Regions from separate parts of the Aphis gossypii genome. Here region 2 is linked to region 1. The links are chromatin contacts, called in public Hi-C maps. All regions are on one chromosome and are shown on one strand. Each heading gives the region's core, a stretch centred on a gene start, on an enhancer-like site or on the middle of the called end of the contact. The rest is flanking DNA. Distances are from core to core; before and after follow the strand shown.

Region 1 (4,906 bases), core at 514-3,013:
AATTAATAATTACTTCTTGGGTAATAGCAGAAAATGCCAATTCAACATTAGAACCTGTTTTTGCTGATGTTTCAACAGTGAATATATTATGTTCTGCACCAAATTGTTTGGCTTCTTCTTCAGTCACTTCCCTTTTACTAGCACCATTATTTACCTATGTAAAATAAACAAATAAACTACATAGTATTGATAATTATTTACAAATTATTTACACTTTTAATAATTCATATTTAGATAGATAAATTTGTACATAAAATATACTGGTTAATATTTGTTGATAGATTTCATTATTATTTATTTTTTGATTTCCATATAAATTAAATATTTAGTCATGATAATATCTTCAAAATACTGTTACAATTTTTATTCAATATTATTTTAGTAAAATTATCATGAAACTTTTCTTATTAATATACCTATTACTAAACTTAGAAGATAACCTTGAAACCCTTGTAATCTTAAACTTAATCAATTTAGAATAATTTATCAGAGTTTAACAGAACATATATTATAATTAATAAAGGCAATTAGATGTAATAAAACACTTCTATATTATAAAAGATGTGTACTATACTTTAACATTCATTTTTAGATGAAAATTTAAGAGAAAATAAGTATAATACAGTATTACATTTTTAGTATATAGATGCAAAATTGTTGTAATAATAATAATAATAAAGAAAAACAAGTTATGTTAATTAGTTATTATTGTCTGCTACAATTAAAGTAGTTGTATACAATAGTTTTAAAATTTGAATTCTGTAAAAACAAAATACCTACACAAAAAACCTTTTATATATTAAGTACTTTTAAATTGTTTTTTTAGAATGTATACTTGTACATAGATATTTTAAAAATTACCAGATCTAATTTGCACCCAACTAAGACAAATACTGGTCGATGAGGTTCAATGTGTCGTTTGGCATCGTTCATCCAAACAGGTATGTGTTCAAAACTAGCTCGTTTTGTTATGTCATATATTAACAAAGCACCTACTGAATTTCGATAGTAGGATTTTGTAATTGATCTATTAAATACAAAATATAACCATTGACGGCATTAAGTCAACAAGAACAATAATAAAAACAAAAACAATTCGTTCTTACTTACCTAAATCTCTCTTGACCAGCTGTATCCCAAAGCTGTAATTTTATTCGTGGACCACTGGGTATTTGTATTGTTCTAGCAAAAAAATCAACGCCAACTGTCGGATCAGACACCTGGTATATAACATTAATAATAATAAAATAAAACCAATTTATGCAATGAACATTAAGTTATTTTTTAACAAAGCTTTTACCTCGACGAATTTACCGTCGTTGAAAAATTTTAACAGTGAACTCTTGCCCACTGTACTGTCACCGATCAGTATCAAACGGAACTGATAGTCAAACATCAAGTCAGCCATATTGTAGAACGTGAACGAAACTATGAACGTGGGTTCGAAATAGTTCGGAAAACAAAATCGTTCTAATTCAATTCAATCGGATGACTAATAATGAAAATTATTAGTCAATTGAAATACAAATTCTTCGACAAAAACTTACGTAACCATCACTGAACTTGCAGGTATATAAAGAGTTACAAAGTATACTGTTGACAATTGAATTGTTTCTTTGTACGTACACACTTCACATGTGTATTAAAAATAACTAATAACTGCGACGTAGGTAAGACGAGCAGTCAATGATTTTTTTCCTTTATCTAGAGAAGTTATTATGCATTATGTAAATATCGCGACAGCCAATAGATAATACTGTTTGGTTCGTCCTTGTGGTCCTATAGTAGTTGTTCTTTAATGATATTATATTATTTTATCATCATTTTCCCCTCCTTATGTTTTTATTCTATGGTATTACACCCAACCCCGCAAACTCATAACGTTTCCCCATTCATGGGTCACCAGCTGCTGCTGTCCTCTCTCTCTTTGGGTTGTTCTGTAAATCGGGTAACTGGTATATTGATTCCGGGCGTTTCGGTATAATAATTTTTTTTTATAAATTGGCGGGCAACAAGTCGATCAAACCACCAATATTGTTCTGTGGTCAAACTACAGTACTAGCCACGAACCAACTCTTTAATCCGACATACTGACCTTATTATATAAACTCAATTAATAGGTAATTAATAATTATTATAAGGTTAAAGTTCTGGCACCATTGTGAAACACCGATGGACATTTATTACTTAACAATTATTTACAAATGTGAAGTTGACCTACTCATTTAGCATTTTAGCGTATGGGTGTCCAAATCTTCAAAAATATTTTTCAAATATTAAATAATTAATTAGTAATTTTCCAGTTGTCTTTTTCACAATACCATTTTTAAAATTCATTATTTGATTTTTGTGCCTACGTTTTTTGTGGATTAGACAAATAATTGTGCATAGGTACTATGAAAAGTATTTTTAAAGTTTAGCACAACTTAATGCTAGTGAATTATATTCTGAGTTAAAAATGATTGACACATCATAACCTAATAAAAATAACTTTTGATTTATTTATTATTTATTTTTGTATAAAAAATGAATATTTACAAATATTTGTACAAAGAAATACAACAATAATATACACGTAATATGTATAACTATAGTAAAGGATACATTGGTTGTTAACTTGAAATGAATGGGTCATCCAGTGACACTAATTTAATTCGATTAGATCGTTTTCATAAGAAATAATAAAAATGTAGTATTTAAAGTTACAGCTCTACCAGTTCAGCAACATGTCAAAATAGTCATCATGAAATATTCATGTATTATATATAAAATATATACATTTATATAAATTGTCTACAGGTATGGTTTTGTATGATGTATGGTTCAAGAGATAACATAAATTCATAAATTCTATAATATTAAATATTATTATCATTATTCATCACTATCTGAACCTCTGTTGCTTTCTTGTTCACTATTATCAGAGACTGAAGAATCTGAATTGACTTCACTGGCTCCATGTTCTGAGCTTTTTTTACTTCTCATTTCAACATCACTATTATCACTATCTGATCTAGCTTCACTAGACACGCGTTTAACTTTACGTTCTTCTTCACTGTCACCACTTTGAGATGAATCTTTTCTTTTGATATTATCTTCTTCATCAGATTTATCACTATCATCACTTCCAGAACTAACTTTACGATTATTGGGTTTCTTAATACTAGCGTCACTATCAGAATTGACTTCACTAGAAGCTCGTTGACTTTTCTTTTTTTCTTTGTCACTATCAACTGTTTCACTGTTAGCACGCTTAGAGTTAGTTGTAACTTCATCATCATCAGAAGCATCACTATCTGAATCATTCTTTTTAGAATCACCTGAAAACATAAGAAAAAAATTGTTTATATATTCATACGTTATAAATTCATAAATAATAATAAAGAAATTTATTATTATACATGGTCATTTTTTTTTAAATTCTTAAGTATTTTTTTTTATTTATAGAGTAAACTTAAAAGAAAGTACTATGTCAGCTATCAAAGAAGGGTAAATTGAGATTTTTTTTATTCAACTTCTATTATAATGTGGTATTAACTATTAAGTACATTTATAGTGAGATTAAAGGATCACTAGAATAAATTACTTAAATTTTTATAGCAATAATTAAAATAATTACAAAGCATTGATAATTAATTTGAATAAAATTGATTTTATCAAGACATTGGTCGAGATTTTTTTTAAAAATAGATTCTTGCTTATCTTTGTTATACAATCTTAAAACTACTAGAAAATTCTATTTCTAATATACAAGTATTGTTTAATTTTAAATGTATAAATAGTATACTATGTAGTGTGTTGTATGAAACTTTAAAATTTCTTAACTTAGCCAGTGTTTAAACAAAAATCACATACACTTTTAGTGTTTTAATTTGGAGCATTCATTACTAATTTAAAGTTTTCAAAAGTCAAAGTTTAAATAGATTTATGTCATTACCTTTTCTAGAATCATTATCATCATCATCATCATCACTGTCTGCTTTATTTTTAGTTGTAATTTCCTTTGCACTTTCTTTTGCAGCTAAAATAAATAAAAAATACATGTTAATTAACAAAAAAATGTACGCAAGTACTGAAAGTACTCAGGTCAATTACAAAAAAACACTGATTAACTATAATAGTTACTAATATAGTAATCGGCTACAGACGAAAACCTCGTAAGTCGAAATTTTCATTTTTTTTTTTATCTATTAGATGCACTGTATTTTTGGGCACATTTTGATATCATAATATCATATTATTTCCCGCTAATTCCATTTGATATCGTACAAAAACAAATCCTCGTATCTACATTGTTAATATTAAAACCTCGTAACTCGACTTTAACATTATTATTAATTAATATGAACGCCATAATTATATTTTTTTGTTATGTTAAATGTGTTGTATAATGATCCATCACCACAACAGCGTTTATAATAAAGTACACTAAACTAATTTTAAGTTTTTGGTACTGTAAACTAAATAAGAGTAGGTATGTCTTTTTTACCTGACGACGAAATTCAACAGCTCTTAAATAATGCTTATAGTTCAGATGAGGATTATGGTAGTTTTTAAGTTTTATATTATTATATTAATGTTATATTATTTGTATTAATGTGTAAAATTATGATCCTTATTAGAATTTGAGGCTGTAAATATGTGGTTGAAGATAGTCAAAATATTGATGATTTTCCTACTGTTGAAGGTATATTATAATAATACATAAGGCTATTTGATTTACATACAGATTTATTATTTTTTTATTTAATATTTATTTTAACTTATATTATGTAAATTATGATATTTATTAGAATTTGAGGTTGAAAATAGTAAAGATATTGATGATTTTACTACGGTTGAAGGTAAACAATTTTGTTAGATAAAGTCTACCATATTGAAGATAATATTATTTATTAACTTAATA
Region 2 (5,304 bases), core at 1,465-3,964, 200 kb before region 1:
AACTGTACAGTGTTGGAATATGATGTAAAAAAAAAAAATAGTATTTTCAATCATACTTTTATGAAACATATAATGTGCTTAATTCACAGCAAATACAATCAACTAGTTACTAAAAAATATACAAATGTTAACAAATCCAGCCCCTAATAGTAAGATCAAAATCATAAAATACCCTCTTTAAATTAAAAAATATACCGGATAATTCTTTAATTGAACTCATTATTTCAAAATCTAATAGCGGTTTATAATTTTTTACATAATTTCTAATCAAAATTAAACACTTTTGTTTTACATAAACATTTTTTATTTCATATTTTGATATATAAAAATCAAGATGTGAACAAATAGGTAATGAGTAATTAGTATTTTAAGCATTGTTAAACAAAGCAGTAGATCGACATTTTACGGGTATCCCTATACTTCTCTACTTCTTCACTTGATTCACTTAAACTTTCAATACTTTTAACTCATAAACTATTAATCCAGTTTTTAATTTTTATGTATTAAAATACTCAACAAAATGTTCTGCTTCAGAAGTTTTGTAAAAAAAATGACTATCAAAACCATTAATAGATTACGAAATAACGAGTGATTGACAAAAGAATAGTTTTGTATGTTAAATTTTTGAAGTAATATTTTTATTTAAAAGTAATAAAGATTTGTATAGAAATATAACAATTAATAATTATTTAAATTTCTAAAGAAAAGTAAAATTGACTAATTAATTAAATTATAGAAGTTAGGTACATTTTATCATGGAGCACAGAACTATAAAAAGGAATCAACTCGTAACTAAAAAAAATTGCAATTGCAACAGTTTTATAAAATAAATCTCTATAATACATTCTCAACATAAAATATAACCAATTAGTTTTTGATTTATTTATTTCTAACCAAATTGAAGCTACTCAGTAATGTTTTAATTTTTAACTACATAATAATATAAACATATCCATTCTAATAAAAGGCCATCTTAAATCAAATTGTAAATATACAAAACTACAACTTTAACTTAATGCAATAAAACAAAAATAAATTTATATCCATATGTTAGGAATACATATAAGGTGCATTTTCAGCCTTTTACTTACCATCATCACTATTTGTAGCTGTAAAACCATTTGTTAATCCATTTTCTAGGTCAAAGGAAAAAAAAACAAAACAATAATAAAACAACACTTGCAAATAATAAAAGAAAAAAGCATTACAGAAATTGGCGTAACTAGACTTCTACTCGAATAAGAACTTGGGGTTATATTAAATAAAAATTGGTAGTTAAAGTGAATGATAAACACATACAATAATTTGGCTTGATCTCGAGAAATAATTTAGAAATTGATTCTAAGAACTCCAAGCTATCTAGTTGCGCCAACAATTCTATATATAATATTAAAATTATTAGGTATTAGGTAGGGGTACATTCTTACTCATTTTTTTTTTTTTTTAAAGAAGTAATTACAATTTTTTTTTTAATGACAAATTGCTTCAATAAGTAATTTATATTCTTTATTACTTTAATTATAAAAACAAGAATAAAAATTTATTTTTTTAATGTCAAGGAACCAATAGGTAATTAATATTATACAAATTACGTTTTTCTATTCTTCAAAATAGTTTTTAATAGTTACATTAAAACAGACAATTAGTTTTAACTAAACTTTAATACATGACTCTGTTAGTATTAAAATTAAGTGTTTTATTTTTTAATATTATAAAGTATTTATCATAATTAAATTTCATAAAAATTAAGAAACCTACAATTAATGAAATGTCAATACATAAATGGTTTAAATAAATAGTACTTAAGTCTTAGGACAATTATTAAACATTGATATATTTTGTTTGAATGAACTTTAAATCTAACAACTCACCGTTCACAGAGTTAGTTAACTGGTTTTCTGCACTATCAATTATTTCAAAGCTGCTTCCTGAACCTAATCATACATACAATTCATAGCATGCAGAAAAAAAAATAATATAAAGACATGAATAAAAAGCTTCACAAAGCAGGCAAGTGATGACTATTATATTCTGCTAGTCGAGATTATTAGTAGTTACCGTTTGATAAGGTTTGGGTGACACCGATCGGTACATTGGGTGTGTTGAGATCGTCTTCTAAGCCCGCCAATTGAGTTTGTTCGCGAGCTAGAAATTCTGCGGCTGGATCGACATCGTTATCGTCGAAATTGTCACCAAAGTTATCCATCACTTCAAACTGTTCGAAAAATAAAATATATGAAATACCTAGATAGAGGTGTAACAGTATTTTATAACAATAAATGATCGAGATGTTCGGTGTAAAAATAATGTAAGGGCCGAACCGATTGAACTGTAGTCTGTAATAATATTTAGAGATAAGATAACGAATAATAACGACGACAGATGAATAGAAATAAAATTGCCAATAAAGGCGTATTTCGATATTGAATTCCCCTGCGACTCGACGATGACGTGTAAAAATAGGCAGCAGACTTACGTTCAGAAATCCGTTCTTCGATCGAATTATTAATGTTCAACGACCGTTCGTAGTCAGTCGTACGCGTACGGAGTCTTTTGACAAACGGCAGAAAAATTAAAACTGTAAACGGGTTAAACGATTATTATGGACGGAACTTAGTGACTACTGACAAGAAAACAAGATCGAATGCGAGTGTCGGGTGGCACAGGGGCACAGGCACTGTCAGTGAGCACTGTGTGGTGGGCAGGAGTGCAGACGAACGCAAGATTAGAGTGATTATAATCGTGCTGATAAATACGAATATTTGATAATATGGGTCACAACCAATTCACCCAAATTTTTTTTATCCGAATTATTAATACTCCCAATATAATTTTCTTCCGGAAGTTCCAATTAAGACTTAAGTTACTCGCAAAATCATTGCCCCAATAAAAGCCATTTTATTCGATGGTGCCAAAATGTTGAGATAATATTATTTTAATGCGACGAAATTATTATTAATTAGTTTATTTGTTGATAATATGTTCTATTATTATTCTTAGGACGGTCTTACTCTATGATTTATGGTGTTTCGGGAAAAACATTATTGTTTAGAAACGTACGTTGGAAAATGTTTATATTTTGGTCGGTTTCTTATTTGGTTAAATCAGATTTTGGAAGAAAATTTATTTTCAATAATAACCAAGTTTAGAGTAATAATTATTGGGACAATTATTGTTATTTAGAAACGAACGTATTTGTAAAGTGAGAATTAGATACCCTAAAATATTTATAGTAAATTAGTAAATTATATTAATTCGTGACTAACACTGTTATCGCTAGCGGCTTCTTATATTTGGCCGCGGAAATAGAATTCATAATACCATATCCTACGTCCGAATATATTGGTATTTTAATATATTAGTTGGATTTGGGTTTCGGGGAAACAATTTTGGAATGTTTTAGTGAAGTATAAAAAATGTTATGATATATTTAGGGAACTAATTATGCCAATCATCGGTTGATTAGGAAACGTACTATATTCCATATCTACTACCTATATATATTTTATATCTTTAAAAATTATTAACAAAACTAAAAAATTAAAACCAATATATTATGCATTACCTTTTTTTTTTTATTTTTTGAAAAAAGCAAAACTAGCTAAAAACTTAAGCAAATGCATAAAAAAATAGTTCATGGGGGATATGACATTCCCATCCCCCTAGAGCACGCCCTTGATTGAGTAAACAAAAAAGCAATACAGAGATTTTAGAACTATTGCATTATTGAAATCGGAACATATTCTACTAACATTGAAGACGATTTATTCATGATATGTATAGTGATCATAGAACTATAAGGAAGAGTCAAAATATTTACTAAGGTCATTAATACTAGTAATAATAATAATAACTCTAGCCAATCAATGGTATTTAAATAATATTTATAACTTTGAGTTATGTACTTTTTTGAATATGTCATAATTTTACATTTTCTAACATTAAAATATAGTTCATTAAGAACACACTATTGGTAGATTGAGGTGTAATGTTTATTAGATTACTAGATTTTTAGTAGTATAATAAATAAATCTATGTATATTGATACTAGTAAATACATAAAAATTGAAAACCTATTACAAAAATAGTGTTTATATTTGACATTTTATACTTAATAACTTAAATTATACATAATATTTCCAATAATTTGTCATTATAAACAATACTATTAATAACATTTTATTCACATAATTCTAACATGGACTGTACAGACATTGGAGCAAAATTTGTTCCATCTTGGCTAACAAATAAAACTCCACGGTCAATAAATGCTTGAAGTCTTGCTCCACATCTATATACTTGTTTGGCTTCTCTAAAACGACCAGACATAGGCATCCATAAAATACCTCGTTCCTCACAACGTTTCTGTACTAATTCTTTAAAGCCATGTGGCATTTGTGATGCAGTACGTACAGCTTCAGCTAGACCACCCTAAAAACATATAATATAAAACATATCAAAACCCTTAACATCATAATGATAATAAAAACAATGGTTGTTTGTAGTAATTTGTTTGTCTATTTTATAATTTAAATTATTTACGTGAATTGTTGGTGGTGGAGGTGGTTGTGGCATAGAAGGTCCTCCAACTGCTCGGCTCATTATATCCAAAGCTGAATGAAATCTCCCTTTAATGGTTGGATGTTCAACAATAACAGGAGGCATTAAAGACTTCCATCCTGTATACCAATTACTTATTTGTTCGTGATTAGGATTCATATTTATCCACATAGTAAGTGTTTTAAGCCACTTAGGAAAGAAATGTTGGTCCAACAATTCCACTAATGTAGGCAATGGTAATACATCTGACCATGCATTAACCCAATTCCAATTGTCTAAACAAAAAATAATTTTTTTTTTAAATTTTAATATCTCTACTAGTTTTTAAAAATATAGTTACCCAATTGTTGGTGATGTGGGTTGATTACAAAAGCGTGTAGAGCCGCTTGTAATTTAGGAACAATATTTTTTATTAGAAAAGCTTCCATGTAGCCTTGTTGAAAAACATTTATCCATGGTTGGAGCATCAGCTTAGCAGAACTGTCAGATGGATGCCAGGCATTTAATGCTACACTTAATTTTTGTCTTAGTGTTGGATAAACTATTGTTTCGAAATGTTTACCTATTTATGTTAACAAAAAAATAATAATTTGATTCAAAATTATTAATCTAGTTAATAATTGATATTGAATTTGGCTCACTTAAATAAGGCAACCATGGGTGAATCCATAAATGGATTGGTACAATATCAGTTAACGGATCCCATTGTTCTACTTCCGACTGTATTTTAGGTAAAATCATATT

Evidence for each region. A called contact is a pair of places that touch in the nucleus more often than the background predicts.
Region 2: a contact with region 1 is called in a Hi-C map of whole body, with 2.6 times the contacts expected there. The contact joins the promoter of LOC114122485 here to the promoter of LOC114122473 in region 1. A contact is called at or near these places in 2 of 2 Hi-C or Micro-C datasets (both in whole body).

The regions. Positions count from the first base shown.
Region 1 is chr1:82,258,959-82,263,864 of ASM2018417v2, reverse strand. It overlaps LOC114122473 (ras-related protein Rab-39B), which reads right to left and starts at 1,763. Exons shown (of 5, transcript XM_050198873.1): 1 at 1,301-1,763; 2 at 1,111-1,220; 3 at 862-1,027; 4 at 14-154. The coding sequence starts at 1,408. It overlaps LOC114122482 (RNA polymerase II-associated factor 1 homolog), which reads right to left. Exons shown (of 11, transcript XM_027985155.2): 10 at 3,938-4,021; 11 at 2,474-3,320. The coding sequence ends at 2,875.
Region 2 is chr1:82,455,150-82,460,453 of ASM2018417v2, reverse strand. It overlaps LOC114122485 (clathrin light chain), which reads right to left and starts at 2,714. Exons shown (of 7, transcript XM_027985158.2): 1 at 2,477-2,714; 2 at 2,059-2,215; 3 at 1,872-1,934; 4 at 1,092-1,136. The coding sequence starts at 2,206. LOC114122484 (tuftelin-interacting protein 11) reads right to left here. Exons shown (of 12, transcript XM_027985156.2): 9 at 5,202-5,304; 10 at 4,901-5,122; 11 at 4,543-4,835; 12 at 4,077-4,431. The coding sequence ends at 4,180.